2 separate regions of the Zea mays genome follow, and region 1 is linked to region 2. Evidence: chromatin contacts called from public Hi-C data. All regions are on one chromosome and are shown on one strand. Each heading gives the region's core, a stretch centred on a gene start, on an enhancer-like site or on the middle of the called end of the contact. The rest is flanking DNA. Distances are from core to core; before and after follow the strand shown. Region 1 holds the start of LOC103646485 (digalactosyldiacylglycerol synthase 1, chloroplastic). Region 2 holds the start of LOC542371 (extensin).

The links. A called contact is a pair of places that touch in the nucleus more often than the background predicts.
Region 1: a Hi-C map of endosperm shows a contact between it and region 2, with 3 times the contacts expected there. The contact joins the promoter of LOC103646485 here to the promoter of LOC542371 in region 2. A contact is called at or near these places in 5 of 25 Hi-C or Micro-C datasets (bundle sheath, ear, endosperm and 2 more).

Annotation. Positions count from the first base shown.
Region 1 is chr2:57,368,568-57,371,381 of Zm-B73-REFERENCE-NAM-5.0, reverse strand. LOC103646485 (digalactosyldiacylglycerol synthase 1, chloroplastic) reads left to right here and starts at 1,454. Exons shown (of 7, transcript XM_008671211.1): 1 at 1,454-2,376. The coding sequence starts at 1,768.
Region 2 is chr2:56,708,529-56,711,341 of Zm-B73-REFERENCE-NAM-5.0, reverse strand. LOC542371 (extensin) reads left to right here and starts at 1,257. Exons shown (of 2, transcript NM_001111947.2): 1 at 1,257-2,493; 2 at 2,661-2,813. The coding sequence starts at 1,326. The coding sequence ends at 2,444.

The DNA of each region.
Region 1 (2,814 bases), core at 205-2,704, 660 kb before region 2:
CATTAGGTCGTTTCTGAAATCATATTGGCACAATGGACTACATGGTGTTTGAGGTTGCTGAATTGGATGGAGCAACAATGATTTGTCACACTAACAGTAAAATGAAAGGTTATTTGTTGGTTTAAAACGTTAGTAATTGCTACGAAGTAGCATAATTTATATGGAGCGCATCCAGTTTTTATTTATGCCTGACTTTAGCAATCACTCCACATTTTGATCTATCTTTTTATCAGTTTGACTTCATGTGACTTATTTTAGAAACTTGAGCTCACAAACTTTTTCTTATTTGGTCTCTGTATGGTGGAATTATACCGTTTTATAATCTCTGTTCGTTCAGTCAGTCGTTGTGAACTCTTTTCTAATCGCTCACTTTATTGATCGTGTTGTACCAAGATATATTGCATGGAGTAAACAATAACATCAGTTAGCTAAATCAAAAAATATTATACAGAGAGCGAAGACAATCAATAAAAAATTTTGAGATCTTTTTTTTGAATAGTTTACGTGAGTATTGTTATAGGTCGTCGTAACGCACGGGCAACCGACTAGTATAATTTAGAGAGTAAGTTCATATTTATGGTTAGCCTCGTTGGCTCGATGAGCTGGCTCGTGAAGCAGAAGCGAGTCAAACTGAGCTGATTTTTCAGGCTCGTCAGAGGAAAGACCTGATTTACTTGATCAAGCCATAGCGAGTCGAGCTATTCTTATTTTGGCTCGTGAAAAGAGTGAGCCAGTTCGCACGGCTTACCTCGCCAACTCTAGGTGCATAGAGTGGGAGAAAGACCTTTATTGTGTGTGCGCGCTTTTGCCGCTCCGGTACAGAGAAAGCGGCTTAGAAGCCCAGCCAATTGTGCTCTGTTCGGTTACGAGCCAGAAATGAGGCCCATTGTTTATAGCGCTGCATTCAGCAACAACACACGGGCCAAGCAGGCCAACCTCACCAGCAGCCTAGCGGGAAGCAGCACAAGATGGGCTCGCCACCGAAACCGTGGTCTGGGCCGCGACTCTTTGTTTGCCAGCCACCGCGTTTTCTTCTCCAGTCCAGTCAGTTATGTTCGTTCAGTGCATGCTTCCCGTCGCATACGATTTGTTGTTTTCTTCATATAAACAGTAGGAAGACGCTTGCACTAGTTGTTTGCGTGACTTATCAGACGCCCAGACAGAGAAACATGTCCATGACCCACGAGAAAAGAATAATGCAGTTCAGAAAATTATACAAATATGAAAATCTTCATTATAATAAATACATACAGAAACGAAGAAAAAAAATGTGATCACCTTTATATTCTCAAAAAGAAAAGAAAACTATATACGGAAAAATGCCAAGCGACGAAAGACAACAGGCAAGCGCAAGCCCGCAAACCGCGGCTCGGCACCCACGCGCATATTCGCTCCGAATCCGGGGGTCCACGTCGACCAAACACTGCCAATGCCAAGTGAAGTCACCGCTCCACCACATATCAAGATCTCCCCCGGACCCACGATTCCTATTGTCACCACCCTCCCTCCCTCCCTGACACCGGGCCTCGCCCGCCGGAATCACACGAGCCACGAGCAGCGCGTCGCCCCGTCCGGGCCCCACCGGACACCGCCGTCGCCTTCCTCGTCTTTCTTCCCCGCCGAAGTCCGAACCATCTCGCGCCTCAACTTTCCCACGCGCGACTCGCACCTCCTACGCGCTTCTAGAACCAACGAAGCATTTGACACCCAGCTCAGCCCTCGCGCTCGCGCAAGCGCGGCAAGCCCGCCCTCCACCGGATAATAGTAATGATGGGCAAGGAAGAGACGCCGCCGGCCGACGGAGGCGGCGCATTCGCCTTCATCTCCAAGGGGTGGCGCGAGGTGCGGGACTCGGCGTCCGCTGACCTGCGCCTGATGCGCGCGCGCGCGGACTCCGTGCGCGCGCGCGCCGACCGCGAGCTCGAGCACCTCCTCGCGTCCGCGGCGTCGGCGCTCACGGGGCCCGCGCCCCCGCTGCCGCCCGTCGCGACGGGGGCGCCCATCGCGGAGGTCGAGTTCGTGCGCAGGCGGATCCAGCCCAAGATCCAGGAGCTCCGGAGGCACTGCTCGTCGCGGGCGCCCGACGCCCGGTGGCCGCCCGGGGCCGCCCCCGCCCCAGGCGCCAGCAGCCTCCGCATCGACCTCTCGGGGATCACCGCCATTCGCAACGCCATTGTGGCGGAAGGGGACCGCGGCGGTAGGTGGAGGGTCGCGCGGCGGAAGGGGGACCAGGACGAGGAGGGGAGGAAGGAGTGGGAGGTGGTTCGGGTGATACAGAGCGGCCTCAAGGAGTTCGAGCGCCGGAGCCTGTCCAGCGGCATATTTGCTGGATTCCGTGGCCGTGGCGAGTTTGTGGAGAAATTTAGGTTCGGCATGGTAAGTTTCAACCGTAGCTATTTGTTTAATAGGATGCTGCACTCGCGCTTGTTCTATCACTTATTTTGAAAATTGGAATGGAGTGACAAACAGCGCTTCAGCAGCAAAACATTGGCATCCACAGCAAGAAAATCTTAGGGATTTCTGTGCTAATCTCTTGACGTTGTTACACTACACATTTCAGTTTATTCATAATTTATCAGTACTAGCTGTCTAGCTCTAGCACACTGTTTGTGTAGGCATTTATTTCTGCATTGTAAGGTTTTCTATAAGCATCCATCCAGATAGTATATTTAAAAAATGTTACTGAAAAATCATCATGGGGTACTCTTTAGCTTAGCGATCACTTTATTAGCAGAGTACAAAATCTTATAGTTCAACTGTTTTGTTAGCATACAAGTATTTGGTGAATTTTGTCAGCAATTTGGTCTTGAACAA
Region 2 (2,813 bases), core at 8-2,507:
GAGGAAATGATAGCCCCTGGATGCCGAGATAGCCGAAGTCGAGGTGGTCGTGGTCGGGAGACACGCAGCAGTAGCCTATTCTTTGGTAGGGGTCGATGTTCAAGCGTCAACGATCGGCTGGGCGACATAAAAATTAGCACCAGGGTGACCTTCTTGCTTCTTCGATCGTCTGGACGTCGAGGAGCCCCGCGGCAGCGCACGCGTCTGCACCGTTATGGTGGCCGCGCTCGCGATGGAATAGAAGGGGTAATGATGGATCCGGCCAGGAAGGCCACGACATCGACGGATCCAACCGGCAAGACGGCGATCCGGTTAAATAGACGACGGATCTAGCTGGGAAGGTAGACTCTATATTAAATGAGGTTGTACATGCCCTAATAACTTTATAAATCTAATTTATTCAGAGGCAAGGTAGTAGTATTATCTTTCCCAACGGATAGTTATCTGATCTGCCGTTCAGCTTGATCGATAACTTTATAAATCTAATTTATTCAGAGGCCGGCGGCAGCGCACACGTCTGCACCAGTAATGTTAGCCGCGCCTGTGGCGTAATAGAAGGGGTAACGATGGATCCGACCAGAAAGGCCTCGACATTGACGGATCCAGACGGCGATCCGGTCAAAGAGACGACGAATCTAGCCGAGAAGGTAGATCTCTCGAGAGAGTTCATATTAAATGATGTTGTACATGCCATAATAACTCTATAAATCTAATTTATTCATAGGCGAAGGTAGTAGTATTATCTTTCCCAGCGGATCGTTATCTGATCTGCCGTTCAGCTTGATCGATCCACGTCGTTTGATCTCGGCGAGCAGCACATGGCGGCTCTTCTTGTGTACAGGTCTCACTCTCTGCTACTTCAGTGCAAGGCGGAGTGAATGCACACAATAACGTGAGTATTGTGGGAACTACTTGTAGATGCAAACGATGTAAATCCACCTGCTCCACCAAGTGCCCGCCCGGCTCTATCCATTCCATTCGTCAACATGCAGGTTCAGACTGGCCCGTGCTGGACCAGTGAGCGGTGCCGGTGAACCCCAATGCAAGCGAAGCGAGTGACCATCGGGGAAGCCTCCCGTGCTGCCCCCACATGGCTTGCCTGAATGCCTCTCTCTCGCCGCAGTGCCCTCTCTCTCTCCTCCTCCTCTCCGTCGAAGGGCGTCACGAGAGCCCAGAGGGCATCCGAGGCCCCCACCCCACCCCTTCCTCCGTGTATATAAGCAGTGGCAGGGTGAGCGTCTCTCCTCAGACCACCACTGCGCCATTGGCCAGCTAGAGCCAACCAGAAGAGCTTGCAGTTACTGAGAGTGTGTGAGAGAGAGAGGATGATGGGTGGCAGCGGCAGGGCTGCTCTGCTGCTGGCCCTGGTGGCCGTGAGCCTGGCCGTGGAGATCCAGGCCGACGCCGGGTACGGGTACACCCCGACGCCGACGCCGGCCACCCCGACCCCGAAGCCGGAGAAGCCCCCCACCAAGGGGCCCAAGCCGGAGAAGCCGCCAAAGGAGCACAAGCCGCCCAAGGAGCACGGGCCCAAGCCGGAGAAGCCGCCCAAGGAGCACAAGCCGACGCCGCCCACGTACACCCCGAGCCCCAAACCCACGCCGCCGACGTACACTCCCACCCCGACGCCCCCCAAGCCGACGCCACCCACATACACTCCCGCCCCTACGCCCCACAAACCCACTCCCACTCCTCCGACGTACACCCCTTCCCCCAAACCTCCGACACCTAAGCCGACCCCGCCGACGTACACTCCAAGCCCCAAGCCACCGGCTAGCAAGCCTCCCACGCCCAAGCCGACCCCGCCGACGTACACCCCTTCTCCCAAGCCTCCGACACCTAAGCCGACCCCGCCTACGTACACTCCAAGCCCCAAGCCACCGGCTACCAAGCCTCCGACGCCCAAGCCGACCCCACCGACGTACACCCCTTCCCCCAAACCTCCGACACCTAAGCCGACCCCGCCTACGTACACTCCAAGCCCCAAGCCACCGGCTACCAAGCCTCCCACGCCCAAGCCGACCCCGCCGACGTACACCCCTTCTCCCAAGCCTCCGACACCCAAGCCGACCCCGCCGACGTACACCCCTTCCCCCAAGCCTCCGACGCCCAAGCCGACCCCGCCGACGTACACTCCAAGCCCCAAGCCTCCCACACACCCGACGCCCAAGCCGACCCCACCGACGTACACCCCTTCCCCAAAGCCTCCGACACCTAAGCCGACCCCGCCGACGTACACGCCTTCCCCCAAGCCTCCGACACCCAAGCCGACCCCACCGACGTACACTCCAAGCCCCAAGCCACCGGCTACCAAGCCTCCCACGCCCAAGCCGACCCCACCGACGTACACTCCCACACCGAAGCCGCCGGCCACCAAGCCGCCCACCTACACTCCGACGCCGCCGGTGTCTCACACCCCCAGCCCGCCGCCACCTTACTACTAGAAACCGATGCCTACCATACCACACTGCTGTCAGTCTCTGGAGCATTTAGGTACGTACTAATACTACGTACAACGGTACAAGAATGGAGCATGCAATATGCATGCACACTACATACATTTAGTATGCTTGTGTCAAATGTATCGTCAGTATCATACTGATCTCCTGGCATAGTCTGGCACTAACCATAGGCTCTCCTTTTCTTTTGTGTTGGGACAGGTGGTCTCGATCGATGGAAGAATTGTGTCCTAGCCAGCCGGCAAAGGTGACCTGCTGATGATGATGATGAGAGGCGAGTCCTACGCCCTAGTCCTACTACTACCCTCTTTGTGTGCTGCCATCCATCCGTCCCCGCTAGACGATCGAGGAGAG